Linked DNA regions of Pan troglodytes: region 2 is linked to region 1. Evidence: chromatin contacts called from public HiChIP or PLAC-seq data. All regions are on one chromosome and are shown on one strand. Each heading gives the region's core, a stretch centred on a gene start, on an enhancer-like site or on the middle of the called end of the contact. The rest is flanking DNA. Distances are from core to core; before and after follow the strand shown. Region 1 holds the start of MCM2 (minichromosome maintenance complex component 2). Region 2 holds the start of SEC61A1 (SEC61 translocon subunit alpha 1).

Region 1 (5,184 bases), core at 2,534-5,033:
AGGGGACATCAAGTGACCATGAGGCCAGAGCTGCCCCTCATGAACTGGGTTCTGTCAGGCCCTCTAATATGTAAATTCAGGTGGGTGGGCCTAGCAGCAATCCACTGAGACTGTAAGCAATCCGTTGTACATCCATATCACCTACCACTGCCACAGCAGCTCCTCTGCCTCAGTTCACAACTACGCCAATGGGCAGTTCTTACGGAGGAAAAAGGCTGCGCTTGATCACAGCTGAGCTGGCTCAATACATGGGTCAGATGTAGTACCTGGATGTGCAGCGGTCGCGTGGAGCCCTTGAGGATGAAAGCCACAGGCTACAGGCGGTGGAACCAGAGTGGGGAGGAGACTTGTCCTCAGCGATGTCCTGAAGCAGCTGCCCCAGCACTGGATGCCTACTGACCTGGGAAGAGCAAACCCCAAGGTGATGTGTCCTGGAGCAAGTCCAGCATGACTGTTGGCTGGGGTCCCAGCTCCTCACTCCCGAAGCCTGTCCCAGGCTGCCTGAGTGTCCTCAAGACATGGATGCTGCCTTCTCTCAGAGTGAGCAAAGCTGCAGTCTTTTTGTAACTGAATCTCCAAAGTAACATCCAACCACATCTGTCCTATGCTGTTGGGAGGAGATCACACAAGGGTGTGAATACCAGAAGGCAAGGGCCATCAGGGCCATAATAGAGGCTGCCTACTCACCCCACCCACCTTTCTGTCTCTCCTACCCTGCCCCCAACCAGTGTTTAAACATGTCCAAGAACCTCTCATCTGAGAAAAAGCCATATCCCACTCCAGTGCCTGTCCCAGCTCTCACAGTCCATTCCACACCTGGGAATGCCTCTCTGACCCATACATCTTTGGGTGACATAAAAGCACTCCAGCCTCCAACTAGTAACTCACATTCACCCTTCTCACTTCCCTGCATCCTACCTGTCAACACACTTCAATGTGGTGTCTGACTCCAGACACACCGGCCAGCCCAGATCTGCTATCGCCAGGGCCACTAACAGCTCCTAGTCCTTATCAGATGACCTCTGGGCAGCCAGCTGACCCCATCCACCATCTTGACTGCTCTCTTCAGTGGCCTTTGGGAGGGCTCCTGATAATCCCCAGCCCTGCTAGGATCTCCTCTCCTTCAGTGTGGGCCGGACCTCAGGACTCACTTCTCGCTAAGAGAATATGGCAAAAGTAATGGGATATCACTTCCAAGACATGGCATCTGTCTTGTATGGCCTCTCTCTCTTGTTCGCTTGCTCTGAAAGAAACCAGCTGCCAGGTTGTAAGCTGCTCTGTAGAGAGGCCCCCACCCAAGAGCCAGTGGGAAACTAAGTCTTCAGTCCAACAGCCTATGAGGACCTGAATCCTATCATGTGAAGAAGCTTGGAAGGGGATCCTCCTGAAGATGAGCCTTCAGAGGAGACAGCAGCCCTGGCCAATACCTTGCCTGCAGCCTTGAAAGACCTTGAAGAAGAGGCACCCAGTGGCATCGTGCCCAGATCCCTGATCCACAGACACCGAGGTAGTGGGTGCTAATTGCTTCAAGGTGCTAAATCCCAGGATAATTTTTTTTTTTTTTTTGAGATAGAGTCTCGCTCTTTTTGCCCAGGCTGGAGTGCAATGGCACGATTTCGGCTCACCGCAACCTCCACCTCCAGTGTTCAAGTGATTCTCCTGCCTCAGCCTCCTGAGTAGCTGGGATTACAGGCATGCGCCACCACGCCTGGCTAATTTTGGATTTTTAATAGAGACAGGGTTTCTCCATGTTGGTCAGGCTGGTCTTGAACTCCTGACCTCAGGTGATTCACCTGCCTCAGCCTCCCAAAGTGCTGGGATTACAGGTGTGAGCCACCATGCCTGGCCATCCCAGGATAATTTTTTATGCAGCAATAGATAACACAAGCCCATGCAGAGTCTCTTCAGCTTTCCTGTCAGCAGCTCCTAGCATCCAAGGTGCATCCTTCACATCCTTTGTTGGTGTCTCTTAACTGTTGGGGTTTCCCAGGTCCCAGGCTTAGACCTTCTCATCTCCCTGCACTCACTCTGGATTATACAACCACTCCCAAGGCAATCTACAGCTTCAGTCCAAACATGCCCTCGAGTCCCATACATGGATATCCAACAGCTTCCTGGATATGTCCCCTCGGCCCAAATTCAGCACAGCCAGAAACAAACTCATCTTCTTCCCCCTTAAATTGCTGGTCTTCCTGTGCGCTCCTATCTCAGCTATCATCCACCTAGCTAAGCCAGGATCCTGGTGTCATCCTGCATGCCTCTTTTGCTGTCCTCAATCACCAACACCTATAGACCCCACTTCCTGGCCGGGCGTGGTGGCTCACGCCTGTAATCCTAGCACTTTGGGAGGCCAAGGCAGGCGGATCCACTTGTCAGGAGTTGGAGACCAGCCTAGCTAACAATGGTGAAATCCCATCTCTACTAAAAATACAAAAATTAACCAGGCACAATGCCATGCATCTCTAATCCCAGCTACTCGGGAGGCTAAGGCACGAGAATCACTTGAACTTGGGAGGTGGAGGTTGCAGTGAGTTGAGGTTGCACCACTGCACTCCAGCCTGGGTGACAGAGTGACTCTGTCTCAAAAAAAAAAAAAAAAAAGATTCCACCTCCTAAACATCTTGTATTTCCAGTTCTCTCCATCACTCCTGTCTCCCTACCCTGGGTCCCAGGCAGAGATGCTTGTTCACTGCACAAAGTGCCTGGCTAAGAGGGTTGCGATTCAGCCCTGCCTCTGTTCACTAAGGCTGCCTGGAACTAGACAAGAACCACAGCAACCTCCTCGTTTGCTGCCTTCAACCTCGTTCAATCCACTTCCACCTGGTAGCAGCCAGAGGGATTCTAAAACCCACACTAGTTCACGTCTCACCCTGCTCAAAATGCTTCCATGGCCTTCCATTGCTTTCAGAATACAGAATAGTCAAACTCTCTAGAAAAACATCTAGCTCTTTTTTGATCCGGATTTTCTCTCCCTCAAGTCTTGTCTGTTGCCCGGCATCATAAGCTCCTAGCGTTAGTTCTTAGGGAGGGGCTTGCACATCCGGGCCCTGCCATGACCTCTGCAGCTTTGCACATGGCATCCTTCTATCTGTAACATCCTCCTTGCATCTTCGCTCCCCTGGGCAAAGATAACTCCTACTAAAGCCTCAGATGTGACCTCCTACAAAATCCCAGAGTTGTCCAGCTGCTTGAAGCATTGAGCCTTTGAGCTTTGGGAGAAGTTAAACCATTGTGCTCCTAAGACGGTAAGAAGCGTCAGAAAACAAGGCTCTGAACCTCTGTTGTCTTTATTTTATTTTATTTTATTTTATTTTATTTTTTTTGAGACGGAGTCTCACTCTGTCACCCAGGCTGGAGTGCAGTGGCGGGATCTCGGCTCACCGCAACCTCCACCTCCCAGGTTCAAGCGATTCTTCTGCCTCAGCCTCCCGAGTAGCTGGGATTACAGGCCCGTGCCACCATGCCCAACTAATTTTTGTATTTTTAGTAAAGACGGGGTTTCACCATGTTAGTCAGGCTGGTCTCGAACTCCTGAGCTTGTGATCCGCCCACCTCGGCTTCCCAAAGTGCTGGGATTACAGGCGTGAGCCACCGCGCCTGGCCTCTGTTGTCTTGTCAGCAAAATGGCCCTGGTGTGACCGAGGTCACGCAGCCAGCAAGTGTCGTCGGGTCCCCTGGAGCCTCAGCTTCTACCTCCGCTCCAACTCCCACCACAGCGCAGGCGAGCGCACGCGCACAGCGCCGGGCCGCACACCTCCGGGCTCTGGGCGGAGCGCCTCGGGCGTTGTGGGCGGGACCGGACCCTCTGGCCCGCCCCTCCGTGTCCCTGCTGGTCGCCAGTGGACGCCGACGTCATGACGTCGCGTTCCGTAGGGCTCTTCCCGGGCTTTGGTGGGTCACGTGAACCACTTTTCGCGCGAAACCTGGTTGTTGCTGTAGTGGCGGAGAGGATCGTGGTACTGCTATGGCGGTGAGCGCGCTGGCGCGTGGCGGGCGGGCGCCGGGGACATGGGTGCGGAGGCTGCGCGCTTCCCGTACTCTGGCCCCGGCCCAGGGCGGCGCTCTGGGTGAGGCTGGGCCCCAGGCTCTGGGGCGCAGCTACTTTCTCGCCTGCACCCTGCGTGAGGCGACTCGCCTACCTACCACTGACCTGGGGCCCTGGGCTCCCTAAGGCGAGCTCGGCCCGTTCAGCCTCTGTCCTTTATTCACCCCACACATACTTATTGGGCGCCATCTGTGTGGCGCTGAGCGTACAAAAGACAGGCCCCCATTTCACTACACTCCTTTAAACTTTTTTTTTTTTAATTTCCCAATGATCCTTGTTCCAAACACTACACTTACTTTTGTATTACCTTCTTGTGCCTTTGTCTTGTATACTGTCTGTTCCACATCTGAGTTACAGACCTCTTGTTTTGGTGGCTCTTCTATGCCATCTCTATCACAATACCTTGCGCACTGTGTGTGCTGAAATAGGTCTAGTGCTTAAGGGGAGATAATAGACAGTAAACAGGTAAATAGGCAAATGACATAACCTCAGTGGTTTTTCATGGAGAAAGCACGGTGATGTGGGTGACCCCGATATTTGAGCTGGCTTCTATTTGTTTGGAAGCCACTGACTCAGATTGCTCAGCTGAGAGCATTCCAGGTGAGAGAACAGCAAGGGCAAAGATCTGAGGCTGGAAGGGGTTTGGTGTGTTGGAGGACAAGAGTCACAGGTGGAGAGAAAGAAGGGAAGGCCCCTGAGGGTAAAAAGGAAGCTGTATCATGCCTCACCAGCTTCCTATGTTTCTGACAACCGCACCTTCTCTTGCAGGAATCATCGGAATCCTTCACCATGGCATCCAGCCCGGCCCAGCGTCGGCGAGGCAATGATCCTCTCACCTCCAGCCCTGGCCGAAGCTCCCGGCGTACTGATGCCCTCACCTCCAGCCCTGGCCGTGACCTTCCACCCTTTGAGGATGAGTCCGAGGGGCTCCTAGGCACAGAGGGGCCCCTGGAGGAAGAAGAGGATGGAGAGGAGCTCATTGGAGATGGCATGGAAAGGTAATTTCATTCAAGGCCCTGGACTCAGCAGATAGTTTTGCAGAGAGCCCATTGTGTGCCTGGTGGCCTGGCTTTGGGAGCTGGGAGCAGATAAATCGATGGCATTCTTGCCTTTGAGCACAGCTTGATCCAGGGTTCTGA
Region 2 (5,973 bases), core at 582-3,081, 450 kb after region 1:
AATTAATGTATGTGCTAACAATAGAAGTATTTTATTGTTTTTTGAGACAGAGTCTCACTCTGTCGTCACCCAGGCTGAAGTGCAGTGGTGAGATCTCAGCTCACTGCAGCCTCGACCTCCCAGGCTCAAGGGATCCTCCCACCTCAGCCTTTCCAGTAGCTGGGACTACAGGCATGCGCCACCATGCCTAGCTAATTTTTTTCTGTATTTTTTTCTAGAGACAGGGTTTTGCCATGTTGCCCAGGCTGGTCTTGAACTCCTGGGCTCAAGTGATCCTCTTGCCTTGGCCTCCCGAAGTGCTGGGATTACTGGTGTGAGCCACTGCACCCAGTCCAATAAAAGTATTTTAAACTAGTGATTCTCCTAACGCAATTAGTGATTTAACACACGTAACTTGGCTGCAGTCCCTGCAGTGACACAGGCCAGATTGTGTCATAATGTGGAAACAACAGGAGGCCTGTTATCAATGGTACTGACATCCTACAACTATTAGCACAAACCAATGAGTTTATATTAAAATTTCTATTAACTAATTGTAATATTTATTGTAATTACTATACTATTTACCCTCGAAATATTTCAACATTTTAACCATCAATATGGTGCAGGGTGCATAATGGCTAAATATCGGATCTAGTCTATATGCTGAACTTAGTCCAGGGGCTGCCAGTTTTAGCTTCAGGGCAAAACTCCAGAAGAGATCATCAGTGGGTCCTGGAAGTGAAGATGGGTTGCATTTCAGACTCTGAATAAAGAGTCAATGTCTTCTTTTTCCCCTTTTTGGTGGGGGATGGATATCAAGTGATGTCACACCTAGACCACTTCACTGAAGTTACCTGCCTGTTCCCAGTAGTCCTTTGAATTTTCCACCAGTGGGTTTGTATTCCAAAAAAGACTTCCTGTCCTGTCCAACTTTCTGAGCCAAGAATGTACAAAACCTGATTATCTGCTAGAAATGGGTGAGAATGGAAAAATCCAAATAGTTGACACCTAAATTAAAAGCAAAAAAGCATCTTGCCACATATGTACCCCCAACTTCTACCTGTCCTGGTCAAGGTTCAGCTCCATGAAACCTTGCCTGATCCCACAAGGCGTGCCCACCTCCTCCCTGCTAAATGCTCACAGCATTAAGTCTGTTTCTCTCAGATGACATCATACCTACTGACTACAGATGCCTGAAAATAAATTCCAACCCCCAGCCCCAGCATCACTTGCCCTACCCGTTATCCCCCTTTCCCACACCGATCTTAGGCAATCACACCGCCATGCTTTGCCCACAACAGTCTCCTCAACCTGTTCCCTCATTCCTTCTCGCCAGAATCTATCAAGGCTCGGCACAAAGGTACTCTCCCAGGAGGCCTTCCTGAATTCTTCTGTGAGGCAGACTACTTCCCGAGCTGCCCCGGCCCTTCTCCGGCCAAGTCTCTCCAGAAACTCATCCCATTCGTTCTCAGATGGATGGGGACCCACACCCACGACAAGCCTCCGGGTTTGCTTAATGACTCAGACAGCGAGGGTGCTCGGTAAGCCCCACCAGCCCGCGCCCTACCCAGCAGGTAATGACGGAGACCTACTAGGTGACGGGCGCCGCGGTAGACGCTGGGACAAGGTCCCTGCTCCAGGGAGCTTACGGTCTATTCACTAACGTCAAAGAGCAGTGAGGGCTGTTACGTGTATGGGAGCCACCAGGGTCTCCGCCTGCCTGCAGGGCCACGCGCGCACTCGACGCTTCGCGCCTGCCTCAGTTTCTCCGTGGGGCCGCACCGCCCCAGTCTCGGGAGGCGTGACACTCCCTCCCCGCGCGCTCTCGCGTTACCAAGTCTGCGCAGCCGCACACCCCCAGTCCCGGCGGGCCCCGCGCGCCAGGCTCCTTCCCGACAGGCCCCAGGAGCCCCGCTGCATGCCGGGGCTTGAGGTCTCGGCGAAGCGGCGCGGCGCAGCGAAGCGCGGCGGCCGGCGGGCGCGCGTGGCAGGAAGCGGAAGCGATCCGAGGCCCGGCCCCGGCCCCGCCCCGCGCCGCGCCGTGCCGCTTGCCGCCGGGCTAGCACTGACGTGTCTCTCGGCGGAGCTGCTGTGCGGTGGAACGCGCTGGGCCGCGGGCAGCGTCGCCTCACGCGGAGCGGAGCTGAGCTGAAGCGGGACCCGGAGCCCGAGCAGCCGCCGCCATGGCAAGTGAGTCCTGCAGGGCAGCCCTACTGAGGCCGGGACGGAACAGATCCCCCTTCCCCACACCCGTGCGGTCGGGCGCCCGCCGGCCAACCCTGACCGGCCCCCTGCAGAACGCGGCCCGTGCCCCCGGCCCTTCTCGAGTATCCCCACGCTTCCGGGGTGCGGCCGGCTCCCCTGGCCCCTGCTCTCACTCGTCGTGGGCAGAAGGCGTCCCTGGGTAGCGCGGAAGGTTACTTCTCTGTGTCCCAACTCTTCCTGTTTTGTTTCTCCCATCAAAGTCAAATTTCTGGAAGTCATCAAGCCCTTCTGTGTCATCCTGCCGGAAATTCAGAAGCCAGAGAGGAAGGTAAGTACCCCAAATCGCCAACAAAGAAGGTTTCAGGAAACTGTCTGGACTCTGGAAGTTTACAGTATGATTAAAAATGGCTTCAGCACGGCAATGGAAACTCTCCCTTCTCTTCCCTTGGAGTGTAGTTGTGCTCTGTTATTCCGGAGAGCTGTCGAAAGGTGACCTGGTTGTGTGGAAATTTCCACTGAAATCACTGTGCTTTATTTGGAGCATCTTTGGTGGATGTTGCTCCGAGAACAAAGCCTCCGGTTGCCCTGTCCCAAAAATGGATCCGGGCCATGAATGAATAAGGCCTCAGTTAGGATAGCAGATTGAGTTACCCTCCCTTTTTCACCTCCAACGGGAGCAGATCACGGGTTGGTTTTTTTTCCCAGGAGATGCCCTTTGTATCCAGCTGCTAAAGGGAAGGGCTGTCACTTTAGTATTTACAAATGATTTTGTACCTTTTATGTAGGCTGTCACAATAGGGGGAATAAAGGCTATTCTTTTGTGAAGTCTGCTGCTTTTCACAGACGGTGTATTAAAACAAGGAAAGATTAAATTTAGAGCTGTGCTGAATCAGAAATTGTGTGGAGTGAGTGTTGCCAGTGTAACTACAGCTGTCAACGAAAAAAAGTTTCGTTAGGTTCCTAGGTTAGAGAGTGGGGAATAAAATGTTTGTGTCCTCACATTATTTTTCAAACTGTTGTTAAAGCATTCACATGGACATTTGGGTGCTTGGAATCCACTTTCATTTTTTTACGTAAAATAGTTTCATATAAATGCCCATGTGCTGCTTTTAATGCACGAATTTGTAAAGCTTTACCCCCTCAATTCCAGTGTAGCGAAGGGGCATGGCTCTGGAGGCAGGCAAGCCTAGGTCCCACCCTTTACATAGCACCTTAATAGCTATGTGACCTTGGCCTTGTAACTCAGTGTGGTAGACGGAACAAGGGAAATATGTGCAAGGTATAGCAGTGGCTCAAGAAGGGATTAACTCTGGGAGACATGATGTCTTATGGTGGTTTTGAAGGAGAAATAGAAGTCTCCTTGAAGGGATGGAAAGGAATTCCAAATAAAAGGAGTATATAGTTTGCAAAGGCATTGGTGACAAGAGTGTAGCATGTTTGGATGGGAGGTTATTAGATGTAGTTGCTATTGATAGAACATAATTGTAGGTGGGGAACATTAGGAGATGAATAACAAGGGCCAGACATGAGAATGTCACTTTGGAAGAAAAGGAGAGGACTAGAGTTGGTTTAGAGGCTTTTCACATCAGAGGATGAACTGTGGTACTGAGCAAGAATGGATTTAGGGGCTACTAAGAAGCAGAGGAGACAGGACTTGGATTAAGAGCTTTTGGGGTTTTGATGTTAAATTTGATTGTAACCAGGAGAGAGGACTTGGTGATTAGAAAGGGAGTCTTGAAAAAATTGTCTGCTCTTTGTTTCCCATCAAGATTCATTTCAGACAGGTTACTCTGAAATGGCATTGCCTTCTCTTGGCCACTTTCTAATTTCTTAGTGTGGTGGGATGGTAGGTGGGAAGAGGACCATTCTCAAGAGAAGAAGAGTCCTGTGAATGCCCCCAGCTTTGGATGGAGTATCTGAACACTGATTCACACCACTGTTGTGTGGCCGTATGGCTGTGTCCTACTTTGCCTGCATGTATAGTTAGAGGATTGTGACTCCAGTTCTGGCCAGAGGGCCAGGAATGCTGACTCAGTGCCTGCCTAGAAGTGTTTTTAAAGAACACAGTTTTGTTCACTTAATACTGTCAGTCTCTTACAAGGTATTTCAACCTCAGAATCTTCCGTCTGTACAATAATTAATGTTTGTTAAGCCCTCTAAAGCCATTAATGTAGGGTAGGCAGCAGGTACTAGTGAAGACACTCAGTTTCAGAGGCAGAAAACCTGGAAGAGTTCCCACTCTACTCTTTAGTGACAGAGGCTTTGGGTGGGAGGTTTTCTAATGATACTTAATACTTAATAGTCATCTTTACAGCGATTCTTGTCACCTATGCAACCTATGTACCTGAGAAGATGTGAAAATCCTTAAACAAATGCTACTAGTAGGTTAAACGTGCAACTCTCCTGCCCTTCCCCAATATTGTTTATTACACTGTTTTACCCTTAATTCATAGAAAATACACTATTGAGCAATTCCAAATTACTTGACTCTAGAATAACAAGGTTTTGTGACTGAAACTCAAATGAAAAGTGGTTGCTCGTGTGTTTTACAAGTCATGTTCTATTGTGACATTCTTTGATCTTGAGTCTTAACTGTTAATGCTAATGGTTAAAAGCACAGTTTGGGACTCAAACTCACTTTAGCATTGGGGTTTGGTACAAATTATTTAGCTCTTCTAAGGCTCAGTTGTAAAATAAAGGTAATGCTCTGTGGTGTGAGGTGAGCTGGAGTGATGCCTGTAGGTCCTTGCATTGTGCTCTGTGCAGAGGAAGTTACGCAGTACATGGTACTTATGTTTGGTACATGGTTTAGCTTCTCTGCTGAACAGAGAAAAGAGTCTGGTTGGAGTCCATTTTTAGAGAAAGGGGTCTGATTGGAGTCCATTTTTATTAATTTGCTTTTCAAAGTAACTCCCTGCTTCAATTCATTCTCTTCTACTCTAGATTCAGTTTAAGGAGAAAGTGCTGTGGACCGCTATCACCCTCTTTATCTTCTTAGTGTGCTGCCAGGTAAGCTCAGGCTTGTATTTCGTACTGGGGAGGGGGATAAGAGTGGCTGGAAACAGGAGTGCTGACTGTTTTGCTCTTTGCCTGTTCCCAGATTCCCCTGTTTGGGATCATGTCTTCAGATTCAGCTGACCCTTTCTATTGGATGAGAGTGATTCTAGCCTCTAACAGAGGTAGGACTCTGGCTCTGTCTTTTCTCTGTAGAATGTGGGCTTACCTAGCTTCACTTAGTTAAATTAATAGACTTTGGCTTTATATGGAACTTAGAGAGTGACTTGGAAAATAGAGTGAAGAATGTTAGCGTGCTGTGTTGAATAGCCTTATTAAATGCTGAGTTCAGCACCAAGGCATACCATCATATTTGGAATTGTATTTGAATGCAGTACAAAACCTGTAATGACAAGATAGGTCTATGCTATAGAGAGAATAAAAAACATGGAGAAACTAGAATACTTTTTGAATACCTGAAATGATGACATTTCCATTGATAACATTCTTCGGAATATGTAATTTGTTTTTCAGCTGTATCTTTTTCATATCTATAGGTTACATATAGTGTCAAAAAATATGTAACAGTGTTTTATATCCTCTAACCAGTTACTTATGGGACTGGGGAGGATTCTGAATGTGTAGGTTGATACTGCATTTGATTAACTCATTTAAAAAATATAGTTCAATTAAATTCCAAATCAGTTGGAAGTGTAGCTCATTTTAACATAATGGGAAGTAGAGGCTTATTCACAACTAGATACAATTGTACAGGCTCCTTTTCCAGACTCT

What was found. HiChIP or PLAC-seq counts read pairs in DNA pulled down with a chosen protein or histone mark.
Region 2: an H3K4me3 HiChIP or PLAC-seq map of stem cell-derived excitatory neurons shows a contact between it and region 1, with 3 times the contacts expected there. The contact joins the promoter of SEC61A1 here to the promoter of MCM2 in region 1. A contact is called at or near these places in 1 of 1 datasets of contacts at active chromatin or transcription factors (stem cell-derived excitatory neurons) and 1 of 1 other capture datasets (stem cell-derived neural stem cells).

What each region holds. Positions count from the first base shown.
Region 1 is chr2:130,824,252-130,829,435 of NHGRI_mPanTro3-v2.0_pri, forward strand. MCM2 (minichromosome maintenance complex component 2) reads left to right here and starts at 3,784. Exons shown (of 16, transcript XM_516724.7): 1 at 3,784-3,970; 2 at 4,814-5,043. The coding sequence starts at 3,965. It overlaps LOC134809594 (a long non-coding RNA gene), which reads right to left and starts at 3,729. Exons shown (of 3, transcript XR_010155763.1): 1 at 3,553-3,729; 2 at 267-607.
Region 2 is chr2:131,280,034-131,286,006 of NHGRI_mPanTro3-v2.0_pri, forward strand. It overlaps SEC61A1 (SEC61 translocon subunit alpha 1), which reads left to right and starts at 1,832. Exons shown (of 12, transcript XM_003309982.7): 1 at 1,832-2,172; 2 at 2,448-2,515; 3 at 5,131-5,196; 4 at 5,288-5,366. The coding sequence starts at 2,166. LOC107970410 (a long non-coding RNA gene) reads right to left here and starts at 1,695. Exons shown (of 3, transcript XR_010155333.1): 1 at 1,575-1,695.